6 separate regions of the Sus scrofa genome follow, and all the other regions are linked to region 5. The links are chromatin contacts, called in public Hi-C, HiChIP or PLAC-seq and promoter capture Hi-C maps. All regions are on one chromosome and are shown on one strand. Each heading gives the region's core, a stretch centred on a gene start, on an enhancer-like site or on the middle of the called end of the contact. The rest is flanking DNA. Distances are from core to core; before and after follow the strand shown.

What was found. Promoter capture Hi-C pulls out the DNA fragments that hold promoters and counts their contacts. A called contact is a pair of places that touch in the nucleus more often than the background predicts. HiChIP or PLAC-seq counts read pairs in DNA pulled down with a chosen protein or histone mark.
Region 1: an H3K27ac HiChIP or PLAC-seq map of alveolar macrophages shows a contact between it and region 5. The contact joins the promoter of GATA2 here to the promoter of SEC61A1 in region 5. A contact is called at or near these places in 2 of 5 promoter capture datasets (fetal liver and liver), 1 of 47 Hi-C or Micro-C datasets (heart right ventricle) and 1 of 2 datasets of contacts at active chromatin or transcription factors (alveolar macrophages).
Region 2: a contact with region 5 is called in an H3K27ac HiChIP or PLAC-seq map of alveolar macrophages. The contact joins the promoter of RAB7A here to the promoter of SEC61A1 in region 5. A contact is called at or near these places in 1 of 5 promoter capture datasets (liver) and 1 of 2 datasets of contacts at active chromatin or transcription factors (alveolar macrophages).
Region 3: a promoter capture Hi-C map of fetal skeletal muscle shows a contact between it and region 5, with 2.9 times the contacts expected there. The contact joins the promoter of PODXL2 here to the promoter of SEC61A1 in region 5. A contact is called at or near these places in 1 of 5 promoter capture datasets (fetal skeletal muscle) and 1 of 47 Hi-C or Micro-C datasets (epiblast stem cells).
Region 4: an H3K27ac HiChIP or PLAC-seq map of alveolar macrophages shows a contact between it and region 5. The contact joins the enhancer-like site here to the promoter of SEC61A1 in region 5. A contact is called at or near these places in 2 of 5 promoter capture datasets (fetal liver and fetal skeletal muscle), 3 of 47 Hi-C or Micro-C datasets (epiblast stem cells, heart right ventricle and retroperitoneal adipose tissue) and 2 of 2 datasets of contacts at active chromatin or transcription factors (alveolar macrophages and skeletal muscle).
Region 6: a Hi-C map of embryonic fibroblasts shows a contact between it and region 5, with 3 times the contacts expected there. The contact joins the promoter of ABTB1 here to the promoter of SEC61A1 in region 5. A contact is called at or near these places in 2 of 5 promoter capture datasets (fetal liver and liver), 7 of 47 Hi-C or Micro-C datasets (alveolar macrophages, embryonic fibroblasts, heart right ventricle and 3 more) and 2 of 2 datasets of contacts at active chromatin or transcription factors (alveolar macrophages and skeletal muscle).

Annotation. Positions count from the first base shown.
Region 1 is chr13:71,986,997-71,990,772 of Sscrofa11.1, reverse strand. GATA2 (GATA binding protein 2) reads right to left here and starts at 1,433. Exons shown (of 6, transcript NM_213879.1): 1 at 1,227-1,433; 2 at 324-600. The coding sequence starts at 552. LOC102160340 (a long non-coding RNA gene) reads left to right here and starts at 2,222. Exons shown (of 3, transcript XR_306929.3): 1 at 2,222-3,200; 2 at 3,305-3,598.
Region 2 is chr13:71,884,646-71,888,511 of Sscrofa11.1, reverse strand. It overlaps RAB7A (ras-related protein Rab-7a), which reads left to right and starts at 1,754. Exons shown (of 7, transcript XM_021069433.1): 1 at 1,754-1,890.
Region 3 is chr13:72,628,144-72,631,973 of Sscrofa11.1, reverse strand. PODXL2 (podocalyxin-like protein 2) reads left to right here and starts at 1,795. Exons shown (of 8, transcript XM_021069445.1): 1 at 1,795-1,961. It overlaps MCM2 (DNA replication licensing factor MCM2), which reads left to right. Exons shown (of 16, transcript XM_003483239.4): 14 at 17-199; 15 at 296-451; 16 at 840-1,596. The coding sequence ends at 950.
Region 4 is chr13:72,549,273-72,553,384 of Sscrofa11.1, reverse strand. All of the region lies in intron 5 of MGLL (monoglyceride lipase), which reads right to left. Among named protein-coding and RNA genes, the nearest start is that of ABTB1, 28 kb to the left of the region's middle. Within about 2 kb of position 1,879, at least 23 of the 83 cell types and tissues checked have an H3K27ac peak or open chromatin away from gene starts, as enhancers often do. A contact at or near this core is called in alveolar macrophages, fetal liver and retroperitoneal adipose tissue, where this site is marked.
Region 5 is chr13:72,267,727-72,271,839 of Sscrofa11.1, reverse strand. SEC61A1 (Sec61 translocon alpha 1 subunit) reads left to right here and starts at 1,999. Exons shown (of 12, transcript NM_001244354.2): 1 at 1,999-2,131; 2 at 2,300-2,367. The coding sequence starts at 2,125.
Region 6 is chr13:72,577,858-72,582,024 of Sscrofa11.1, reverse strand. ABTB1 (ankyrin repeat and BTB/POZ domain-containing protein 1) reads left to right here and starts at 2,800. Exons shown (of 12, transcript XM_021069446.1): 1 at 2,800-2,936; 2 at 3,877-3,939; 3 at 4,019-4,074. The coding sequence starts at 2,881. PODXL2 (podocalyxin-like protein 2) reads left to right here. Exons shown (of 8, transcript XM_021069445.1): 7 at 1,648-1,827; 8 at 2,337-2,715. The coding sequence ends at 2,549.

The DNA.
Region 1 (3,776 bases), core at 184-2,683, 280 kb after region 5:
AGAAAACCAGAAACACAACACCCCAACCGGCAATAATCAGGAATGTCAGTCCAGAGCTGAAGGACAAGTGGCACAGAAGGACCCCCCTGGACAAGGCCTGGAGGGGACTTCAATAGGCCAGCTGGAAATGGGCAGAAACCTTACGGAGCCCAGACCCTCCCAAGAGGCCGATGCCCTCTCCTTTCCCGCCTTGATTTCTCAGCTCCTCCAATTCCTGCAGATCCCACATCCGGGAAGTAGGCAGCCGGGCCCTCCTCCCCACTCGCTCCGGGAGCGAGAGCGCAGCGCCTGGGCTCCTAGTCACCCAGGGGCCCTGGGCTCACCGTGAGCGGGGCTGTAGGAGACACGCGCCCGCGCGTGGGCCGGGTTGGCGTAGTAGGGGTTGCCCTGCGAGTCGAGGTGGTTGAAGAAGACGTCCACCTCGTCGGGAGGCAGCAGCTGCGCGGGCTCCATGTAGTTGTGCGCCAGGCCCGGGTGGTGCGAGTCGGGGTGCTGCGCATTCAGCACGGCGGGGTGCGCCATCCAGCGCGGCTGCTCGGGCGCCACCTCCATGGCCGGCGGCGGAGGATCGGGATCTGGGCGGAGGCGGTGGCAGCGTCCCTGCGCGATGAAAGGGGCGTGAGGGGCGCCACCACGGCCCAACACCCCTAAAGTCCCGCCACGCGGCGTCGTGAGCGCGGCTGAGCCTCAGCCACGGACCAGTCCTGGGTGGGAGGAAAGCCCAAAGCTCAAAACGAAAGGAGGACAGGGGAACCGGTTGAGCCACGCACACATGGTGACCCGGCTCCCAGAACCACACACTTGTGCGCACGGGGTCACACGCAGGAACAAGCACTGACACCAGTGACCCAAACAAACGCACATAGAGTAGCACTTTACTCAGACACGCCGCCACCACCATCCGCTCCGTCCCTGTACATAAACAGGCTAGAAGTTGAAGGCAGGCACCCACGCACCCATGAGTGGCACAAGATGCCAGCAACACGCGCAGAGCTACACTTGGCGCCGATACACAGACTGACCTCGCCCCTCCCCCCAAAAAACGCACGCAGCCCCACCAGCCAAGAGAGAGCCACCCCGCGCAATCCCCGGCAACACAATCGGGACCTCTCACCCAGGCACACCAAAGCAGTCACCCTCAGCCGCCCCGGCCCAGGCCCCCGTAATGACCTCTCAGGACCCCGGCGCGCCCAGGCCACCGGCCAGCTCTCGAACCCCAAACTTACGCAGCGGCAGCGCCGCAGGGAGGGGGGCGCGGCCTCAGAGCCGGCAGCACCTACGGGAGCCGGGTGGGGGGGACTGAGGGCTCAGGGACAGTGCGTCGGGCGGCTGGCGGGGCTCACAGGGTGTGAGCTAGGGGCAGCACGCGCCTCGGCCTCAGGCCCGCCCGGCTCCGGCCCCTCGGCATCCTCCGGCCGCCCTGGCGCCAGCTCGCGACTCCTGCACAGACATGAAGCGGGGGCCGCTCACGCCTAAGAAGCCGGCGCCAGCCAATCAGCGCCGCGCGCCGCCCAGCCTCCGCCCCCCATTGGCTGAGCCCGCAACTCCCGGTCCGCCGGACTCCAGGACTGACCCGCGAGCCTGCCCCCCTGCGCCTGCCGGCCCCCTCCCCGCGCCCTCCGGGCGGCCCCTACTGCCGACGCGCTCCCCTCCGGGACCAGCACCCCGCAGGCCAACCGCTGTTCCCCCTCTTGCGGACACTCCTGGTTCCTCTAACCTCTGGACTCTCTTCCCAGTAACTAACCTCTTACTGGACCTCCTCCCCGGGAGCCTAGGCTGCGCACCCTCTGGGTGTTTGAAGTCCTCTCCCCAGAACCCCAGACCGCCCACTCTCTCGGATCCCACCTCCTTTACCACTGAACGTGGCCACGGGAGTCCAACTACCTACCCGGACTGTTCCCTCCGCCAACTCGGGCGCTAGCCGGGTGAGGGACTGGGTGGATAGCTGCAGGACAACAGGGGCGGTGAGGGGCAGAAATTACAGAGCCTCCGTGGGCACCTGGGCCTCGAACCAGAGGCCATTTAGGACTGCTTGACCTGGTGGAGGTGGCCTGGCTGGCGACTCTTGAGAGGGGGAGGGGGCGTCCCCTTCCCGGGCGTGGCCTTTCGCAGACCAACGGGCCGAACTGCCTGGGGCGAGGCCGTGGAGACCCGGACTGGCGCCAGCGCCGGCTCGAAGGAGACGCCTCCGGGCAGGAGGAGGCTTTTTTTTTTTTTTTTTCCCCTCTCCTCTTGGGGTGGGGGGAGTCCTTAAGGCGGCCCCCGGAGAGATGGAGATGGTGGTCTGAGAACTCCATTCCCTAAGTCACCTGGAACTGCTCTCCACAAGCTCCAGCCCAGAGATCCAGCTCTGGGTGAAGTGGGCCGGCTGCACTAATCTCTTTGCTCTCTCCCATTGTACAGACGGAGGACACCGAGGCTCGAAGGGAGCCTGTAGCCCAGGAGGGGTGTTAGAAACAAAGAAATTTGGGGGCACTGAGACAGGTGCGGGGGTGGGGCGGTAACAGGGAGTAATCGACATCCTCCAGCCCTCTCCCCTCGGGTCCACTGCTCTCGGGATAGAAGCCCAGAGGGATCCTGGATGGGTCCGAAGCAGGAGGAAGGGCAGGGGTCCTGGCCACCCCAGGGACGGTGGGGGGAGGGGCAGCAGGATTGACAGTCGGTAATTGGGTAACTGGAGGCGGCTTCTCCGGCCGGGCAGCCCCGCCACCGCGACGCCGGGCCCCTGACGTCACCCGATTCGCCAGGAAATGAACTTTTTAATAATCCGAGGAGGGAGGAAAGCCCTCGGTCCCCTCAGCTCGGGGGGCACCCGGCCAGGCCCAGCTCCGCCTGCGCGCCCCGGTCACCCTCTCCCAAGGCCAGCTCTGGGCAGTGGCCGGGGTTGGGGGCCTCCTCCTGCCTCTGCGACCGGCTATCTGTTCGTCTGTCTGAGGCCCCGGCTCAGGTAAAGGCGCGGGGCCGGGGACGCAGAGCCCCAGCCAGCTGGGAACCGCGGGTCTCCGGCCCTTGGGGACCCGTTTGCCCTGGCCGCCCGCTGCGCCTCCCACCACGCTCCACTCCAGGGCGCGCGGGGCCCGGGTTTCTCGGAACTCCGCTCCGTGGGAGAAGAGGCCGGGCGCCTGCCCGGTAAGGCGCAGCGGGGCCGGGAACCGGAGCTCGAGACCGAGGCGCCCGGCCTCGGCAGCTGGACTGGGCAGGTGAGCGGCCTCGGTGCCTCTTGGTTCGCGCTCCCCGAAACGCGTGCAGTCTGGCCCGGATCCGCTGTCTCTCCGTACGATCTGTCTCTCCTCCCCGCCTTTAGCTTACAATTCATCAACGCATAAAAGGCGGTCGCCACGAAGCCTCCAGCCTCTTTTGCCGCCGCGGAGCCCAGCAGGAGCTTCCCAAAGACAACGCGTCCCCAAGGACTATCCCCCGTGTCCGGCAAGTCTGTCCTGCTGGAGCCCAAACCCCAGGACTCAGCGCAGGAGGGCCCCCGACCCGCTGGCCGGCCGCGAGGCGGTGAGCGCCGGAGCCGAGCGGAAGCTTTCCGCCAGGCTGCGATCGGCGCCTCGGTTCGCAGGGAGGTGGCCGTTCCCAGCCCTTGGGAAAACAGGTAATTCGCCTTTTTCCACCAAAGGCGCGGTTCAAATTATCCCCCGTTCTGGGTGGGTCTTCAGTTTCATCACTGCGAACTGGGCTTCAAGCCCCTCCAGGGCAGCATCCTGGCCACTGCAGAGCTGGGGGTGACCCCTGCGGACCGGCCTCTGCCCAAACGGCAGCCCAGCGTTGCC
Region 2 (3,866 bases), core at 505-3,004, 380 kb after region 5:
TAGGTGATCATGCTGTAAGAGCACTGTGCTCTTACATGAATGTGTCATGCTTTTTAACAAACCAGTTCCCTATTGATTGTTTCCAGGCTTTGGGTATTCAAAAAATGCTGGGTTGTCTTTTTGTCCATATGGGGCAATACACCTGTAAGATAATTTCCTAGGCCTTAGTTCTATGTTAACAGATATTGCCAGCTTGGCTTCCAATGAGGTGTAAAAACATACATTTCCACCTGTAGGTGTCACAGCGCCTGTTTTCCCCAGCCTTGCCAACGCCATCTTCCCTCAAAAGCCACATCAGGAGTTCCCGTCATGGCGCAGTGATTAACGAATCCGACTAGGAACCATGAGGTTGCGGGTTCGGTCCCTGCCCTGGCTCAGTGGGTTAACGATCCGGCGTTGCCGTGAGCTGTGGTGTAGGTTGCAGACGTGGCTCGGATCCTGTGTTGCTGTGGCTGTGGTATAGGCTGGTGGCTCCAGCTCCGATTGGACCCCTAGCCTGGGAACCTCCATATGCCGCGGGAGCGGCCCAAGAAATAGCAAAAAGACAAAAAAAAAAAAAGCCACATCAGATGGCAAAGAGAACACCAAAACTCTATGCTCATAACAACTTGGCTAGGTGGCCAGGACAGGGATCCTCTCTGCCCTAGCTTCATAGGTAAGTAAAAGACTGCCAAGGATAAGGGACCTACTTTTCCCAAGTTGTCTCCATTTTTGAGGCTGGATTAAGGCTTACTGTGGTAGCTGTGGTAACTGCTCAGTGTGTTGTAGCAATTATCATCATTACTATCATCCCAGATTCCCATTTTTCAGGCTGAAAGCCATTTCCTCACTTTTGGTGCAGAAGGGACAAAGATGCTTCTCGGTGCCTCCAGCCCATTCCCTCTGGTACTCCCCCTCTTCTTCCCTACCTCATCTCTTTCCTCCCCTGAGGGGCCTGGCCTTAGAAGCCCCAGTGTCTGTCCCAGGAGGCTGCAACAACTATGAGGGTTGGGCTCCGTTACTTTACCACCTTTTTTGCACACACCTGACAGGGAGAATGTGTAGCAGTTACAGTTAGTCAATCTCTCACCCCAAACTGTCCCCAATACCAGCTATTGGGGGACTTTGAGCCTTCCTCCCTGTCCTCACCTGTAAAACGAGCCTCATAGGGTTGTAGACCAAGTGGTACACATGCTGTAAGGGGTTGCTGTTCTTACTATTACGAGTGGGTAAGAAACGGAGATTTAAGGAGATACTGTGATTGGAAAACTCAGTCCTTGCAATTGCCCTGCCCATTAGATAACGTCACCCCATTTTATATAAAGGAGGGACCTCCGGGCCACCTCCACTAAGGTTGAATGGGGAGGGCAAGGTGGACGCTGTTTTCTCATCTGTAAATGGCAACAACAGCACGGGCCTTTCCGACACGGTGACTAACAGATCACCGAGCCCATCAAGCCATGCTGGCTCAGCACACAGCGCCCGCGCCAATGCCAATACACACGTTCCCAGGCCACCGCAGCCGCGCCCCAGCTCGGCTCACAGGTCCGGGCCACGCCCCCCGAGAAGACCCGGAAGCAGAGTCCCCCCGCAGGTCAAAGCTGGCGATGCTGCTCCTGTACCGCCGCCAGAGGGCATGAGCGCGGCCTTTGTTGGCTTGCACCTCGCCAGTTACGTCAGCGGCCGGTCGCGGAAATAGAGGGGTTTGCCGTACAAAATGGCGGCTGCCTATGGGGCGGTTCGGAACGCTGAGAAGCTGTTCTGTTTCTGGGACACGCGGCGATCCTGGCGTAGGGCTTGCAGCAGGCTTCTAGCCAAAGACGGCTCCCGCGGAATTTCCCGGCGCCTTTGTTGTCAGTAAGCGGCAGAAGGCACAAGATGGAGGCGTTGGCTGGGCGGCCGGAAATGAAAGTGAGCGGCGGCGTGTTTCCCTCCCCACCCGGCTCCCCCGCCCTCAGAGCGCCTCGTTGGGCCGCGAAGTCAGCAGTGACCCGGGGTCTGAGCTATGTCCCTCCTTTCTGAGGCGTGACCTGCCGCGAAAGGTACAGAGTGAGAAGCCGAGCCCAGGAAGTGTATGGGGGCCCACTGTTGCGGGCTTGGTGTTTTCCTTTAAGACTCACGGGGCCTCGGTCTCCTCGAGCGAAGACGCAAATCCCGAAACGTTCCATTGGGAACGACATGTGTAAGGCTCAGTGCGGGGCTCCAGGTTCGCAGGTTTTCTTCTCTGGCCGCGGGGTCGCCTCAGAGTGACGCTTAACCCAGGAGGCCTGCCGGGAGGTGGGGCGGCGGAGCGGGCTGCCTCTGAGCACAGCGTCGGGTCGGAGACCCTTTGCTTATTTAATTAATGTGAAACACATCCTGTGTAAGTTTAAAAAACACTTAATATCGGTGATATACACACAGCGTGGAACTTAACCATCTTAGTCGCTTTCGAGTGTGCAGTTCAGTGGCATTAAATACATCGCGTTGCTCTGTGATCAGGCTCTATATAAGTTCATTTTGCCGAAGACCGAAGCTCTGTACCCTTGAAAGGGTACCTCCACATTTGTCCCTCCCCAGTCCCTGGCAACCACCGTTCTTTCCTCATACAGGAGGCCTGGAGTGTTTGTCCTTTTGTGACTGGTGTGCATCACTGAGCATAAAGTCTTCAAGGTTCACTCGCGCTGTAGCACGCTCCTTTCTTTTTCAAGGCAGGTTGATGTTCTGTGGTTTTCACGAGCCCTGAAGGGTAGCGGAATAGCCACCCCAAGTGTGCCAACTTGGCACGCGGGTTGCTTTGAGCCAAAGGCAGTCAGTATCCAGCAATATGAGGGAAAGCCTGTAGCTCTCCCTTAACTGCCTAAAAGAATTTAAATAAGGACCAGACCAGAAAAAGCAATTACCAGAGAGAAACTTTTCTATCTAAAAGACTTACTTGGGGAGTTCCCGTCGTGGCGCAGTGGTTAACGAATCCCACTAGGAACCATGAGGTTGCAGGTTCGGTCCCTGGCCTTGCTCAGTGGGTTAACGATCCGGCGTTGCCGTGAGCTGTGGTGTAGGTTGCAGACGCAGCTCGGATCCCGCGTTGCTGTGGCTCTGGTGTAGGCCGGCGGCTCCAGCTCCGATTCGACCCCTAGCCTGGGAACCTCCATATGCCGCAGGAGCGGCCCAAAGAAATAGCAAAAAGACAAAAAATAAATAAATAAATCAAAATAAAATAAAATAAAAGACTTACATGCATGGCAGGACAAACATCTAATCACCAAGCCTCTGCCCTGCTCTTCTCTTCTTGTGAGTGGCCCTCCTCCCCTCTGAAGCTCCAGCCCCAACCCTTCCCTCAGCTCAGGAGGGCAGATAAGCCTCACTTGCCTGACTACCTTCTTATTTTTATAGGGCTCCCATACATATGAAATTAAGTTGGTTCCTTGCCTATTAATCTTTTTTATGACAATTTAACCATTAGACTAGCCAAAGAAATTAGAAAAATAGAAGGAAAATTTTTCCACCCTGACACCGCATTTTATTTATTCATCTGTTCGTAGACACCTGGTTTGCTTCTACTGTTTGCTACTGTGAATAACTCTGTGAACATAGGATGGACACACATTTTTACATGAACTAATATCCAGTAGGGTTGCAGAGAGGAGAGTATGATTTACATATTTAAATTTGATGAGGTAATTTTGAATCATAAATGAAACATTAAGCTGTTTACAAGATCACTATAAGATTTTAAATGTAGTCAGTCATTGTGCATTATGGGCCATGGCGTAGCCTGGTGATGGGACATGGATTTAAGGTGCTGTGGTGATTGTGGACCTCCCTTCAGCCCTGCCAGCAGGCTTGGGGGAATTTTGTGGATAATCTTACTTAGAGATGGCATCGAAAACCTAAGGAGTAGGTGCACA
Region 3 (3,830 bases), core at 546-3,045, 360 kb before region 5:
GGTACCCTCTCTGCAGGCCACAGGCAGCATCCCCATCACAGTGCGGCACATTGAGTCCATGATCCGCATGGCTGAGGCCCACGCGCGCATCCACCTGCGGGACTACGTGATGGAGGACGATGTCAACATGGCCATCCGCGTGATGCTGGAGAGCTTCGTGGATACACAGAAGTTCAGCGTCATGCGCAGTATGCGGAAGGTGGGCGCGCCACGGCATGGGGGCGGGGCCGGACCCAATCTTACTTGGAGCGGCCTTGAGTGCTTGTGGGCTGGCTGACTCCACCTCTCTCCACAGACCTTCGCCCGCTACCTGTCCTTCCGGCGGGACAACAATGAGCTATTGCTCTTCATCCTGAAGCAGCTGGTGGCTGAGCAGGTGGCTTATCAGCGCAGCCGCTTTGGGGCCCAGCAGGACACTATTGAAGTGCCCGAGAAGGACTTGGTGGACAAGGTAGGGTGTGGCCAGAAGGGAGCTTGGGCGGCCTGGGGCTGCAGGTCACCTGGGCAGAGCATCCTCTGTGCTTAGTGGCCAGGCAGGGCTGAGGGCCGCTTCACGGATGTGTGTGCTGTGCTGAGCCTGGTTCTGCACACTGCGACCTTGCCTGCAGCCAGTCACTGGGTGTCCTGTTACTGTCACCCGTTCTGCAGGGCCCGGGCACAGGGCAGCCACACCCCTGTCCAAGTTCACAGGCAGCTGTCCACACTAAGCTTTCAAGCCCCGTGTCCAGTTCCAGCCACTTACTTGGCCTTGTTTACCCTCCCCGTGATGGAGACGGAGCCCCTGCCACCCATGGCTGGGCAGCAAGTCCTCCTGGCTCACTGCACACCCCTCTTTTCAGGCTCGTCAGATCAACATCCACAATCTGTCTGCCTTTTACGACAGTGAGCTCTTCAGGATGAACAAGTTCAGCCATGATCTGAAGCGGAAGGTGATCCTTCAGCAGTTCTGAGCAACGGGGTTTTTGTGTGATGCTGGCAGGTCTGCTCAGGAAACCAAGCCAGTCCTAGAGGGAAGGTGGTGTGGCTGGCCTGCAGCTGCATGTTTCCTCACTCTCGAGTCCTGCTTGGTGATTTCATTTCCTCTGCTCTTGCCATCTGGGTTACCACCTTTCCCAGAGCTGCTTTTTCAGCTGCCCGCCAGTGGCCCACCACCAACCTCCTTCTGTGGGGTGGTGTGGCATGTGTTCAGGACACCCAGGGTCTGTTCTGGGAGATGGGGTTCATGAGGCAATCTTGGCATGATGTCTCTGTCCTGCTGCCTGTGCTGCCATTGCCTGAACGAAGAGCGAGGTCACTTTACTTGCTGTGTGTTCTGAACTGGGTCCTGCGGTTCTCTAGGCTTTCCTGAGTAGAGGCAGCATTTGGGTTCTTCACAGAGGGGACCCTGACTGGTCACATAGCCCTGCAACCTTGGCTTCTGCCAGAGGGAAGGTTGGTTGGGGTCAGGGATGATGACTCGTGGTGGGGGTGATCCCAGCAAGGCCCCTGTGTGGGGTAGTCTGTCCTCCTGCCTGGCCACTTCCCCATGCTCTTGTTTGTACATTCACTTCTCCTTCCTGTAGTTTTAGTTTTTAATAAAATGGAGTAAAATCTGAATACTGGTCTCAACTTTACATCTTTGGCATTGTGCCTCAGGCCTCCCTGCACTTCCCTTTTTGCCCTGTCTCCTGCCTCTGGTTTTCTGCAGGTGTAGGTCAGCCTGGAAGAGTGGTTTTGTCTGTGGGTGTGGGTCTTCCTGGGGAGTTCAGTTGGCAGTTGCTGTCTGTGTGTCTATCTGGAGTCGGGGGCTCACACATACTGGTGCACCCAGAGGGCCTGGAGGTGACTGGGCCTTGGGGAACAGCCCTGCTCTTTCTGGCACTGCACTGGCCTCTCCCTGGAAGCTTGTGGCTGGAGACCTAGGTTGAGGTCCAGGGACAATGGAGAGCTTCCTTTTAATGAAGAGGGAAACAGTTTCACAGGTAACTTTGAATCTAGACAGCCAAGTTGTAGTCCCCATGGGGCTGGGTGATCGATCAGCCTGCTGAGAGCAGAGTGGCAACTGCTGTTGGAAGCTTGAGTGCCTACTTGTGAGCCAGCTAAGGACACTGGGGTGAGCAAATGTTGGGGGTGGGGGAAGCTGGGGGAGGGGCGGGGATGGCAGCCAGAAGGACTTTCAAGAAGGTTGAGGTCACTTGGGACAAGACCAGGTGGGGTGACAAGCTGTCCACTGTGCCATGTTTCATTGCACTTAAGATGCCATGTGCTGTAAGAGCCACCTTTGTTTTATGTGCTACTGATACAAAAACACCAACACTTATGGTTAGATGCCATCAACCCTAAGACATCCCAGTTTAGAGATACTGGAAAATCATTTTAAATGTACATCTTAAGTTGAAATATGGTGTTTGTGGTAACAGGGAACTTGATGGTAGACCTTGGTGAGCAGTTTCAGTGCAGTGTGAGTAGGATAAAGAGGGGAGGTCTGGAAGTAGCAACTATATGTGGGGAAACCTGAGAAGTCTGGTTCTGAAGGGGAGCCGTGAGGGGACAGCTGGCAGAGTAGGGGGGTGGAGGGAAAGGCTTTTCCTTTGGTATATGAGGATTGAGCAATTAAAAATTTTAATAATGGATTGATCTGAAAAAACTGAGTGAAAAGATAATAGGAGATGTGATATATAGGTAGAATTAGATACACTGAGACTTTTTAAAAATTTTTTTAGATTTTATTATTTTATTTTTTTTGTTTTTTTGCCTTTTATAGGGCCGCTCCCGCAGCATATGGAGGTTCCCAGGCTAGAGCTCTAATCAGAGCTGCTGCTGTCCTACGCCAGAGCCACAGCAACGCAGGATCTGAGCTGCGTCTTCAGTCGACACCACAGATCACAGCAACGCTGGATCCTTAACCCACTGAGCAAGGCCAGGGATTGAACCTGCAACCTCATGGTTCCAAGTCAGATTTGTTAACCCCTGTGCCACAATGGGAACTCCTGTTATTTTTTATGTGTATGTTAAAGGCAATATAAAATGTATGCTTGTGGAGAGCTCTTGTCATGGCTCAGTGGAAACAAATCCAACTAGTATCCATGAAGATGGTTTGATCCCTGGCCTTTCTCAGTGGGTCGAGGATCCAGAGTTGCCCTGAGCTGCAGTGTAGAAGGCTCGGATCTGGCATTGCTGTGGCTGTGGCATAGGTCGGCAGCTGTAGCCTGGGAACTTCCATATGCTGTGTGTACAGCCCTAAAAAAAGCAGGAAGAAAAGAAAGATAAACTGTATGCTTGTGGACTTGTGTTATTTTAAATTACAGGTTTATTGAGATATAAGTAAAGAAGATAGGATTTTAAATGTGCAATTCCAACTGTCATCACAATCAATTTTAGGACATTTTTATCATTCCTCCCAAAAAACCCATACCCATTAACATTCATTCCTCTTCTTTCCAATGCCCCTGCCCTCACCACAGCCCTAGGCGAACACAAATGTACTTCCTGTCTCTAGATTTGCCTGTTCTGGACATTTCATATACACGGCATCATACAATATATGGTATTTCAGGGCAGGCTTCTTTCAGTCACTGTGATGTTTCTTAAGGTTCATCCATGTTGAAGCAGGCATCAGTACTTCATTTTTTTGTATTACTGAGTAACATTCCATGTTACGGATGTGTCCCACTTTATGTATCCACTCATCAGTTAATTAGGCTGTGTCCATCTTTTGACTGTTGGGAGTGATGCTGCTATGAACATTCCTATACCAGGTTTTTGTGTGGACAGATGTTTTCTGTCCTCTTGGCTGGGTACCTAGAAATGGAATCCCTGGGTCAGATGGCAGCTCAGTATGTTGAGGACTG
Region 4 (4,112 bases), core at 630-3,129, 280 kb before region 5:
CAGCTGTGACCTATACCACAGCCATGGCAATGCTGGATACTTTAACTGACTGTTTTGGGCTAGGCATAGAATCTGCACCTCTGCAGCAACCTGAGCCACTGCAGTCAGATTCTCAACCCACTGCACCACAGCGGGAACTCAACGACCACATTTCTAACAAAACATGATTGAATAGAGACAAATCTTCGATGGCAATAATGTCACACCTAAAAAAAAAAAAAAAAAAAAAAAATGAGGTGCTTCTTAGCCTCTTCCCCAGAGACCAGAAAAGGAAAAGTGTCATCACATGGGGAAGATGAAGACACTGGCTTTCTTGCTGCTCTTTTAGGGTTTGTTTCATTAGCCTGAAGGTCAATAGAGAAAGGAGAAAATGGGAGGAGGAAGAACTGAGCAGGGCGAGTGAGCTGATTATGTGACAAAGAAAGACTAGGCTGAGGAGGGGTCCTGAAATCACATGGTGAGGAAGCAGGGGGCTGGGAGAGAAAGCCTGACAGACTCTACACCCAAAACATCAACTTGTCCAGGCTGCCTGCTGGCTGAGGCCGCTCCGCCAGCCTCCATCAACCAAGAGAGCCCTGCACCTCCTTCCGAGGGAAGACAGGAAGAGGCAGAGGTGCTAGGGAGTGGCTCACCCAAAAATGACATGGACTGAGATACTATGGTTCCTGATGTCATTTCAACCCAGTGTCCCAAATTCTTCATATAATCCTTCGGAAGCATGGAGGGACCCTGGGACACCTCTCAGGAGAGGGGCCCCTGGAGGTAAGACCCCCCCTACCCTCGTCATGACCTCGAACGGCTGGGTCAGGTTTGTGTAGCCAGAGCAGTCACAGTGACCCCGGCTGCACAGGGAACCCAGATCTCATCACCTGACGATAATCTGGGGGCCAGGCCCCCACCACGATCAGACACTGTCACTAGCCCCCACCCCTGGAAAAGGAAGGCAGGGAGGTAGACGAATCGGGCTCACAGACACTGAGCCCAGTATATGTGGATTCCAACTCCAGTTCTAGAAACCTCAGAAGGTCTGTGGTCCTCAGTCTCTCCATTTGTAAGATGGGACAGTGAAGTGAAGCTTGGGGGCTGCCAGGAGGCCAAATGATACCTAGTTCCTATGGAGCTTGCCCCTGGGCCCTTCTGGTTTCTGCCCCGAGGAGAAGCCAAGTAGGCCATGGTTGGCTAAATGAGCAGAGCCAATGTTACTTAGCGTGGAGACTCAGGAGCGAGGCGACCTTTGTGGCAAACGTCACAGTCAGAGCTGGGACCTCAAACTACTTCACCGTGACAGAGGCCAACTCCCCTGGAAGTGAGGTCTGCCTCCTGCCAAGCATGAATCACGGAGTGTTGTGTATTCCTGACCTGCCCTTAGGGCATTCCTGGGTGAACTGCAGCCCCATCACTTGAAGGACTAGTGATTAAGGACTTCTTATTGATCCAGCAAGTTTTAACCACTCCCAATGATCATTTTTAAGCTTCTGCCACTGAAATGCTTGACGTAAGGGAGGCAGTCACAAGCACTCCCTCTTACAGCAGCTCAGCAAGCTGACCTATGCCAAGGAGGCCAGAATTGCCCATATCCCTGGGGCACAGGGGTGCACGGCCAGACACGGCCAGGTTTCTAGGGGGAAGTGCAGCCCCAGGCAGACAGAACAGGAAGCTGCAGGGGCAGAGGAAACAATGCCCCTCAGTGCATTGCTGCTGCCAAGTTCAAGGGCCAGTTAGTGGTCACAGCATGGTCCAGACTCCTGGGTCTATTCACCTGAGGTTCAAATGAGGGCAATTCTCCGGGCCCTTCCCGCTCCCCTTCCAACCCCCCTGCTCCAGGGCCTTTTGGACTCTGGTGACTAATAACAAAGGAGTGACATTCAGGTAGGAAGTGGGCTAGAGTTGATCCTGGGCGGTTTCAGGGTGAAAGGTACCATGCTCACTCACTCTGACCATGAGCAAAACAATTGACCTCATTTCCTCATCCGTCAATTGAGAACATTTTCCTCCCTAACAGGATGGTGATGGAGGGGAAATGAGACAGTATGTGTCTGGCAAGAGTGCTAGCTTCACGCTAGCCACTCTCGGCTTCCCCTGCTTGGCTAGGTGCCCTGGGTGATGGGGGTGGGGGCTGGGGGTTGGAAGCATCTGGAAGCACTGGGCTGGCTCCTGCATCTCTGACCCCAGACTCCAAGCAAGAGGCAGAGAAGGTCATTTAGAGGATCACCCTCCTGGCTGGCTGAGCCCTGACCCTGAACCCAGGCAGAAACCCAGGGAGGTTGGGAGTTTTACCCAGAAAAAGGAGGCGTCTCCAACCTGCAGCCCCTCCTGCAGTATTACTGAGCAAGGCCACTGAGGAGGCGGAGGCAGGCTCAGGGTGTGATACCTACTAGCTGGGCAGCAAGGGGTCGCCTCTGTCCCCAGGGCAGGGGGCCTGCTCTGAACAGGACTTTTGTTGCTAATTTTCACCTGTTCTGAGCACAGACAGTGTTTTGGACCAGGAGTCTCTGTCTGCCTTGTCTCTACCCCAGGCTAAAGATAGACCAGTTTGTTGAAAAGGGGCCGGAAGAATGAAATGCCATGTGGGATCTGGGGGGCCTGCATTCTCACACTGGGGGGGCATCTTCCCAGGCCTGTCTGGGTACATAGGCTTGTGCAGCTCATGCTGTCAGCCTGAAGGATTTTGGAGTCTTTCCCAGGAACTAACTAGCTGCCATGAAACAAACCTTTCACCTGCTAAGAGTGCACTCTGGGGGAGGAGTCAGAAGGCCAGGATTCAGCCCTGTGCTCTGCACCCTGACAGTGTGGCTGGGCCCAGGGAACAGCCTCCTCCACCTCAGCCAGAGGGGGTCTCTAGAGATCTGTCTTTGGGGTGAGAGGGTGCAACCAGAAAGACCCAGAGGCCAGTCAGTGGGGTCTCAGCTGAAGAGGGCCATACCTGCAGAAGCCTCACCTAATCAGGGGCCATACCCTCAAGGGCCTCACCTGACCTGGGGCAGTACATGGAGGAGTCTCACCTGACCAGGGCTGACCCTGCAGGGGCATCACCTTATCAGGGGCCATCTTTGCAGGGGCCTCACGTGACCTGGGCTGTCCCTGCAGGGGCCTCACGTGACCTGGGCTGTCCCTGCAGGGGCCTCACCTAACCTGGGCTGTCCCTGCTGGGGCCTCACCTGACCTGGGCTGTCCCTGCTGGGGCCTCACCTGACCTGGGCTGTCCCTGCTGGGGCCTCACCTGACCTGGGCTGTCCCTGCTGGGGCCTCACCTGACCTGGGCTGTCCCTGTTGGGGCCTTTACTAGTCTTGATGGGAAAGGAGAGCCAAGAGGCATGAAATGACCAAACAAAACCTCAACTCACAAAACCCCACAGGCCAACCAAAGAACAAAACTGGAAGCACTGAAAACTGTCCCCACCTGTGTGAAACCCAGGGGCCCGTGGGGTGCAAGCGCCCTTGGAAATGCACAGACTCTGCCAACTGGTTGCCACCTGTAACTGGGAGGGGGCCACTCACAGCCTTTCCCTTTCAGGTTTTGAACTGAATAAATGTATTATTCTAAAATTGTTAATTTTTTAGCAAAGGTTTTGAGAAACTCCAGAGGACTGTGTGCACGCCAAAGACATGGAAGGTAATCCAGGGGTCTGGGGGCAGCCATGAACTTCACTTGGGAAGGCTGGGTGGTGGGAAAACAAACCTGACCTGGTTAATAGGAGACCTGCATCCCTGGGACCAGCTGGCTCCTGATTTGACAAGATGATCTATGGCACAAGGCTTGGAAAGGTCACACTGGTGGCCTTGCCCCTAAGTTCCCCTTCTGCCAATGACTCAGGGGGAGACCTCACTGGTTCCACCTTGGGGCCCAGTGCCCTGATCCCACTCATGCACTTCGTCTGAAAAACCCCACAGCCAGGCTGTTCTCAGAGGGAAATGTCCACTGCCGAAAACATCCACTTTCTTCTCTGGGGAAGCACCCTCGGTGGGGGAGTGGGCAGCCCAGATTCAAATCCACCATGCAGGGGGCATGGACCTGGACTGTTATCCATCCTCTCTAAGTCTCAGAGGCCCTGATTGCAAAATGCAGGATGTGACCTCTATCGGGGGTGAGGGGGAGAGGGTGCATATGTAAG
Region 5 (4,113 bases), core at 750-3,249:
ATTGTATACCTGCTACTTTCAAAAGAATCATATTGTGCTAAAAATAATTTCAAGTTGGTGATTCTCCTAAAGCAATTAGTATTTTCTTAAGACATGCAACTTAGCTACATTCCCTTCAGTGACACAGGCCAACCTGTGTCATGAATGTTCCTCTGATGTGGCTACAACAGGAGGCCCTATTTTCTTGTTTACTTATTTTTTTTTCTTTTTAGGGCCTCACCTGTGACATATGTAAATTCTTGGGCTAAGGCTTGAATTGGAGCTGCAGCTGCCAGCCTCCTGCACAGCCACAGCAATGCCAGATCCGAGCCACGTCCGTGACATACGAGAGAGCTTGTAGCAATGCCATACTCTTAACCCACTGAACAAGGTCAGGGATTGTACTGGAACCCTCATGGATACTAATCAGGTTCTTTTTTTTTTTGCTTTTTAGGACCACACTCATGGCATATGGAAGTTCCCAGGCTAGGAGTCAAATCGGAGCTATAGCTTCCAGCCTACACCACAGCCACAGCCACGCAGGATCTGAACTGAGTCTGACCTAAACCACAGTTCACGGCAACGTCAGATCCCTGACCTACCGAGCGAGGCCATCAATCAAACCTGAATCCTCAGATACTAGTTGGATTTGTTTCCGCTGTGCCACAAGGGGAATTCCACTAGTCAGGTTCTTAACCTACTGAGCCACAATGGGAACTACAAATTCTGTGGAAGCCCATTTTCTATGGTACTAATGTCTTAAAAACTGTCAGTACAAACCAATGATTTTATATGAAAACTTGTATTAGCTGACTGCAACAATACATTTACCACGATACACTTTACCATTAAGTATTTCAATGTTTTCACCATCAGTATGGTTCAGGGTGCATATGGGCTAAATATCAGCTCTGATCTATCTGCTGAACTTAGTACAGCGGCTGACAGTTTCAGTTTCTGGCCAAAACCCCAGAGGAGATTATGAAGGAATCCTGGACCGGAAGATGGGGCGTGATCTCAGAAGCAGCCCTAAAAGAGTAGCAGAGCTTACTTTTCCCTGTGAGGAAAAGTATCAAATGATGCCACACCTGAGTCATTTCAAGAAGTTCCAGCAGTCACTTGAATTTTCCACCCATGGGTCAGGTTTTCAAAAACCTTGTAGAAAAGACTTCCTGTTTTACAAAAACTTCTGAATCAAGGATTTACAAGTCCTGGCTAACTGCTAAAAACAGGAAGGGAAAAACTGAAATAACAATCCCTAAGTTAACACTGCACAAAGCATCTTGCCACATCTGCTTCTCCAACTTCTACCAGTACGGATGCAGACCGCTCCAAGAAACCTCCCTCCTCTAGATGCGGGCAGCGCAGTCTCTTTCCCTTCTTTCTGAGTACCTACCATGGGCCACCGTGGATTGCAGGTGCCGGGAAAATGAACTCACCGTCTAGCACCATCGCCCCGCCCCGGCCCCAAGACCATTAAATCGTAAGGTTCCCCTTCACACAGCCCTGGCTCCAGCCAAAGACGACTTCTCTCTTTCCACGATCTCGGGCAGTCACACCAGGTGCTGCGCTCGCAACCCTGGGGCGCCTCCTCCCGGAGGCCTCCCTGGACCCAGGACCCGGCTCCTCCCAGGAGCCTCCTGACCACGAACTGGGCCCCGGCCTCGCTCAAAAACCCCACAAACGGGTGCCACTGTCGCCCCGCCACCGCACACCTGGTGAGTACCGGGCACCTAGGTAGCGCCGGGACAGGCCTGCTCCAAAGAAGTCAGAATCTAAGGCGTAACTAGTCGCCGGTGCTGCGAGGAGCACAGAGGTGAGTCGGTATCCTTGCTCGGCGCTCGCGGACCAGACTGCGCAGCCGCACGCCCCGCCCCCCGACCCCCCCGACCCCGGCCCTCCTCCTCATCGGCCTCGGGGCCCCGCTGTACGCCGGGAATTGTGGTACCTGTGCAGGCGGTGCGCGGCCGCAGAGCGTGGCAGGAAGCGGAAGCGGAAGAGCCCGGCCGCGGCGCTATCACTGACGTGTCTCTCGGCGAGGCGCGGCGCCCCGGACCAGGCCGGGCGGGCAGTAGAGCTGCACTCGCAGCGCAGCGGAGCCGGAGCGCGACCCGGAGCCCGACCTGGAGCCCAGCAGCCGCCGCCATGGCGAGTGAGTCCCTCGGGGCAGCCTCGGCGACGCGGGCGGGAACGGGACCCCGCTGCCCCAGCCACGAAGCCCACCCTGTCCCCCGCCCTGCCCCACCTGGCCCGGCAGACGGCTTCCCGGGGCGGCACGCGGACCCTCAGCCCTAACACTGTTTTGTTTCTCCTCTCAAAGTCAAGTTTCTGGAGGTCATCAAGCCCTTCTGTGTCATCCTGCCAGAAATTCAGAAGCCGGAGCGGAAGGTAAGTTCAGGGAAGGCGTGGGAAACTGCCTGCACCCCGTTCAAATGACCCCGACACGCCGAGTGGACCCCCCTTGCCCCGAGCGGAGCCAAGTGGCCTGCCGGTGTGGGAGCCTCCGCCGAGCCGCCGTGCTTTTCTGGAGCGTCGTTTGCAGAGGTTACACCGGTGAGCAGAGCCTCGGGTTTTCCCTGCCCGGAAAATGGATCCTGGCCCGAGTGGATAGGGCCTCAGGAGCTTCAGGGTGCTTAGGTGGAGCCCTTGCTCCTTCAGCTCCAACAGAAGCAGGTCGTGGACTGGTCAGTATTCCAGGAGATGCTCCTTGTATCCAGCTGCTACAGGAAGCTAAGAGTAGTCACTTTACTCTGTATGGTTGAGTTAGTACCGTTTCTGTGGGCTGTCCCGTTACTGAGAACAAGGGCATTCATTCTGTGAAGCCTGCTTTTACTGCTGGTGATTTAAAACCTGGAAAGATAGAAATGTAGAGCTTTGCTGAATCTTTATCAGAATTTCCACTGCTGCACAGTTAGCTACAGGCGAAGACAGTGAGTGTTGTCATTGTATGTAAAACTATTAAACAAAGAAGAAAAATTTCATTGGTTTCTTAAAGAGAATTAACAGTAATATATTTTCATTGTTGCATTCTTTCTGTATGCCCCACATATGTGCTGGCTTTGATGGGCTAATAGGCAAAGTTGTATGTGTGTGTGTCCCCATCCCCATCTGTCTGTCCATCCCCAGCAGCCTAGCTCTGGAGGCAGGGTTGTGCTTGGGACCTATCCTTCGCACAGTCTCTTAATAACTGTGTGACCTTGGTCTTGTAACTGAGTGTGGTGGATGAAGCAGTGGAAGTATGTGCAGGGTACAGCACAGTGGCTCTGGAAGGGATTAACCATGGGAGACATGATGTCTGATGGTGGTTTTTACAGCAGAATATTTTCCTTAAAAAGGGGGAAAGGAATTCTAGGCATAAGGAATATAGAACATGCTAAGCTTAAGGAGATCAGTAGCTGGAGGGTGTTAGATGTGGTTCAGTATCAACAGAACAGAAAGTGTGGCTGAGAAACAGTGGGAGCCAGACAGATTAGGAAGCTGCTTCTGGGGCGGGATAGTAGATTTGGTGGTTGAGAGGCGTTTGCAGTAGAGAGTGAACTGTGGGAGTGGGCTGGGAGACATGGGTGGGTTGGGGGCTATTAAGGGGCACAGTAGACAACACTGGATAAACAGTTTTTAATTTTTTCCTGTTGAACTTAGCTGCATACGGGAGAGGAGGCTTGGTTATTAAAAAAGTGAGTCTGTAAAAATTGTCCACTCCTTTTTCCTGTAAAGAATCATTTCAGTGCAAGCATGTTATGTTACTGGTCAGCCTGTAGTTGTGTTGCCTTTTCTTGGCTGCCTCCTTACTCTCTTGGTGAGTGAGAGGAGGAAAGGGAGCATTCGCATGAAGACCAGTCTATGAATTCAGCCCATTCTCTCACGCAGTATCTGAATATCCATCCCTGTCGCCTTTATGTGCTTGTCTTGCTGAGGCCTGTGGACAGTGGTCGACACAAAGGTACTACAGCCAGTGCTGACCAGAGAATCAGGACTCTGGTTCCATGCTTAATTAGACCTCAGCTTAAAAGAGTATTTTATTTTATTTTATTTGTCTTTTTAGGGCCGCATTTGCAGCATGGAAGTTCCCTGGCTAGGGGCCAAATCAGAGCTACAGCTGCCGGCCTATACCATAGCCACAGCAATGCAGGATCC
Region 6 (4,167 bases), core at 1,551-4,050, 310 kb before region 5:
TCCCTGCTGGGGATTGGCTGGTGCTCTGTCAGCTGGGGTGGGGGAACACTGGTTCCGGCTGCCTGGCTGGCCCTGAGACCTGGACCGAGGAGACAGGCTGGCCAGCCTCTGCTCCAGATGCCTCTTCCCTGAAGGGGAGACCCTCAGTTCCTCCCCTCCCTTGGGGACAGCCTGGTGTCCCCCAGACTCCTGCCTTTCACTGTGGAATCCAGGGGCCTGTCAACAGGGCCCTGTAGTGTGTGATGGCAGAGTTGAGGCATGCGTGACTGTGGGCCCTGCCTCCTTATCCAGTGACCCATGCGTCCTGCCTCCTTATCTAGCCTGTGCAGGGCAGAAGGATGGCCTCTGAGGCTGTTTGGGGTTTTGATAAACAGACTGGGTGCTGAGAGCCAGATTTCATTCAGTTCTCCCATCCCACCTTCACCATCACCCAGGGATTGTGGGCAATGAGCGAGGCCCCTGTTGAGGACTGTTGATACCCCATTTAAGACGAGAGCTGAAGCCCAGAGCAGGGAGGTGACTCGCCCCAGATGGCACAGCTAGTGAGCAGTAGAGTCAGGCTTTGGACTAGACCTAAATGACTCAAGAGCCTGGGCCTTTCACCATGAGGCTGTATCTGCACCACCTGGATGGCCACCAAGAGCTGTTCCAAGTTGGCAGATTTGAGGTTCATGAACTGGGGGCGGGGGAGGAGGTGCTGGTGGAAACTTGAGCTCAACCTTCTACAGACCCTCCTGCCTCTTCCCCTCTTCAGTATTCTGGCTTTACTGAACACTTCATTGAGCCTGACTTGGCCCAAAGGCATGCTGGGTCTGGAAGTGTATGTGGCAGATTTAGCATGTGCACTGACCTTGATAAATTAAGAGTAGGGAAGAGTACTAGAAATACATAGGTGGTTCACAGGAAGAAGGGCTAGTACCTGGCCTTAGAAAGGGGGCCTGTGGCAGAAAGGGGGCCTCCCAGGTCTCTGCACCCAGAGCCAGAAGACAGCACCCTCCCCCTGGCATCTGGCATCTGATGGTGGCACTTCACATTTCCTGCTCCCCTCCACCTGGGATGCCCAGTTGGGACAAAGCAGCCTCTTGGACAGAGAAGGCCAGCCTGCCCAGGACTGCCTGCTGTGTGGGAGGGTGCTGGTCACATTGGGACCACTCCAGTGAGCAGAGGAGGAAGCCAAGAGGCTGGGGATGGCCTGGGATGTGGATCATCCCAGCCTCCTGTACACTCTCTGGCTCACATGGCCAGAATGATAGCAGAACACCCCTGCCCCCACAGGGGAAGCAGTGTTTCAGGAGCCTGAATGGGTGGGTATGTGGTGGAAAAAGTGAAGAGAGGGGCTCACAGGTGCCTTTGTCTTTTTTCAAAGTGGGGGGATGGTTGGGACTGTGCCAGCATGGGGCCAGACCTGGGGCGGTGGGGGTGGGGGTGGGGGTTAAGGCTACCTGCAAGTCCATTTAGGGCCAGATCTCCGCACAAGCAGAGTTGGGGTGGGCAGAGCTGAGGCCAGTATGTGAGGGAAGGCTGAGAAGGGAGGTGGGCAGAGTCCTTGGTGAGCACAGGCCAGGCATGTTGCCCACCCTGAGCTCCAATCTGGGGAGACCTAGTACCCCAGGACCTCAGCTCAGAAGCCGGCCCTCCTGTCCCCAGATTGGCATCCAGAACTACTCCACTACAAGCAGCTGCCAGGCCCGGGCCAGCCAGGTGCGCAGTGACTACGGGACGCTCTTTGTGGTGCTGGTGGTCATCGGTGCCATCTGTGTGGTCATCATCGTGCTGGGCTTGCTCTATAACTGCTGGCAGCGCCGGCTGCCCAAGCTGAAACACGTGGTGAGCGTGAGGGTGGGTGGGCAGGGGGCCTGGTCCGGGTGGTATAGGGGGTCCAGCTAGCCGGGCACCTGAAACTTGGGGTCCTTATTTGTGAGTGAGGTGGCAGTTACTAGGGGGTGGGTACTGTGAGTTGAAGTCCTTGTCCAGGGCCCAGCTCCTGGTTGTCAGATGCTGGAGGTGTGGGTTGTGGGCCCAGTTCCTCCTGGGCAGGGCGGCCTTGCAGACGCCCCGGTTGGGGGTGGGAGTGGGGTGCAGGCAGTGCACACCTCCCTTATTTTCTAGGAGTCTCTGGGGTGGTGGAGGGATAGACGGTGTCAGGGAGGCCACAAGGCTGATAAGTGTAAAGGGTCAATGGTCATTTTAAGAAAGGAGTTGAGCTACAGGACCAGAAGGGGCTGTCTGTCCGCTGTCCGTCGAGGGTCCGACAGGGGTCCCCTGTCTAGGGAGGGTCTGGAGGGATGTGGGGCGGCGGGGCCGGCGCGCCCGCCCAGCCGCCCCTCCCGCCGCAGTCGCACGGCGAGGAGCTGCGCTTCGTGGAGAACGGCTGCCACGACAACCCCACGCTGGACGTGGCCAGCGACAGCCAGTCGGAGATGCAGGAGAAGCAGCCCAGCCTGAATGGCGGCGGCGCGGTCAACGGCCCGGGGGGATGGAGCGCGCTCATGGGGGGCAAGCGTGACCCCGAGGACTCAGACGTGTTTGAGGAGGACACGCACCTGTGAGGGGCTGAGCCCCGCCCGGCCCGGGCCTCGGCGTGGGGTCCTCTGCCTCCCCCTCCAGTGACTCTCGACGCATCTCGGCACCCCCCACCCCCCCGACCCGACGCCCCGCGGGGCGCCCGGGACCCTATTAAAGCCGCCGGGAGAGCACGCCGGCCCGTGGTCCGCCTAAGCGACTCGTTCTTACTCTGGGCTGGGGTGGGGGCGGGGCAGCGCGCCCGAGTCGGTCCTCCGAGCGCCAGGCGCCGCTGCCGAGCGCCCGGGCGGGGCGGGGCGTGTTTATATCCGGCCGGGGCTCTGAGGTCGCCTGGCGGGGGTCCGGGCCGTCCGCGCCATGGATACGTGCGACCTGTTCTCCAGCTGCAGGAAGGGGGACGTGGGCCGAGTGCGGTGAGGACCCTTGGCCCCGGGAGGGTGCCGGGTGGGTGACCCCGCCGCAGACCCTTCCCCCGTGGGCGCCCAGACGCCGAAGCAGGGCTGCCTAGGTTGCCACAGTGCTCTGGGGTGGAGCCGGGGATCGGGGAGCTCTGGCGTGACTCCTCCAGGGGGTCCCGGAGGAAGGTACTGCGACGAGAACGCCCGGAGGGGGAGAGGAGAGCGCGGAGAGAAGAGAAGGGCCCGGGCGCCAGACCCTGGGGGCCGGCCTGGGACTCCGCGATTCGTTTCTGATGCGCTGTGGACCCGGAGCTGGGGTCTCTAGTCCTCGGAGATTCGGAAACTCCCCAAGTGCGGCTAGAGCTGACTGGGCGCTGCAGTCGCCATCTCCGTGGGCTGCCTGATTGGGATGGGAGGCACCTGCCCACCTTCGCCAATTCCTGACCCGCACAGCTCCCCCGCTGCAGGTGCCACTTGTGATGCTGCTGGGAGCGCTCTTGAGGTCGGCCCAGGTGTCTCCCCCAAGGCACTTCCTCCTCTGTGGTGGCTCCATCACCACCCTTGTTGATTCCCACTTCCCCACCCCACCTGCTGCCCTGTCTCCTGACATCCACCTTCTAGAACCTACCTTTTTGTCATTTCCACATCACCAGTATGCCTGCAGCAGCTCGTGCTCGGCCTTGCCACCCCAAGCAGCCAGAGGGCTCCCACAGAGGCAGAGGCCCCTTCCTCTCCTCCTTCCCAAAGGCTTTCTGCCCAGAGGCCCCTTCAGTTCTGGGGCCTCTGATGCTGGGTTTCCCATTGCCACTCCGTGGTCTCCTTGTCTCAAGTGCCTTTCCTGTTCTGCTCAGCCCTCACCCGCCCTCACCTGGGGAGGCTTCCTTCCTTCCCCTCCTGAAGGTTTGCTCTCCAGACCAGGAACCTGGCCTGACTCAGCTCTGACTTCCCTGCCCAGGTATCTGCTAGAGCAGCGTGACGTGGAGGTGAACGTGCGGGACAAGTGGGACAGCACCCCGCTGTGAGTGCCGTGGGGGGAGCAGGGGTGGTCAGGGTTGGTGGCGCTGCAGGCCTGACAGCACTGGGTCCCTTCCCCTCAGGTACTATGCCTGCCTCTGTGGCCATGAGGAACTTGTGCTCTACCTGCTGGCCAATGGTAAGTGGGTTGGGGGCGGGGGGCTGCATGCGGGTGTTCACAGTGGCTCTGGATCTCTCCCCTTCACCTGCATCCCATCAGCAAGTGCTTTTA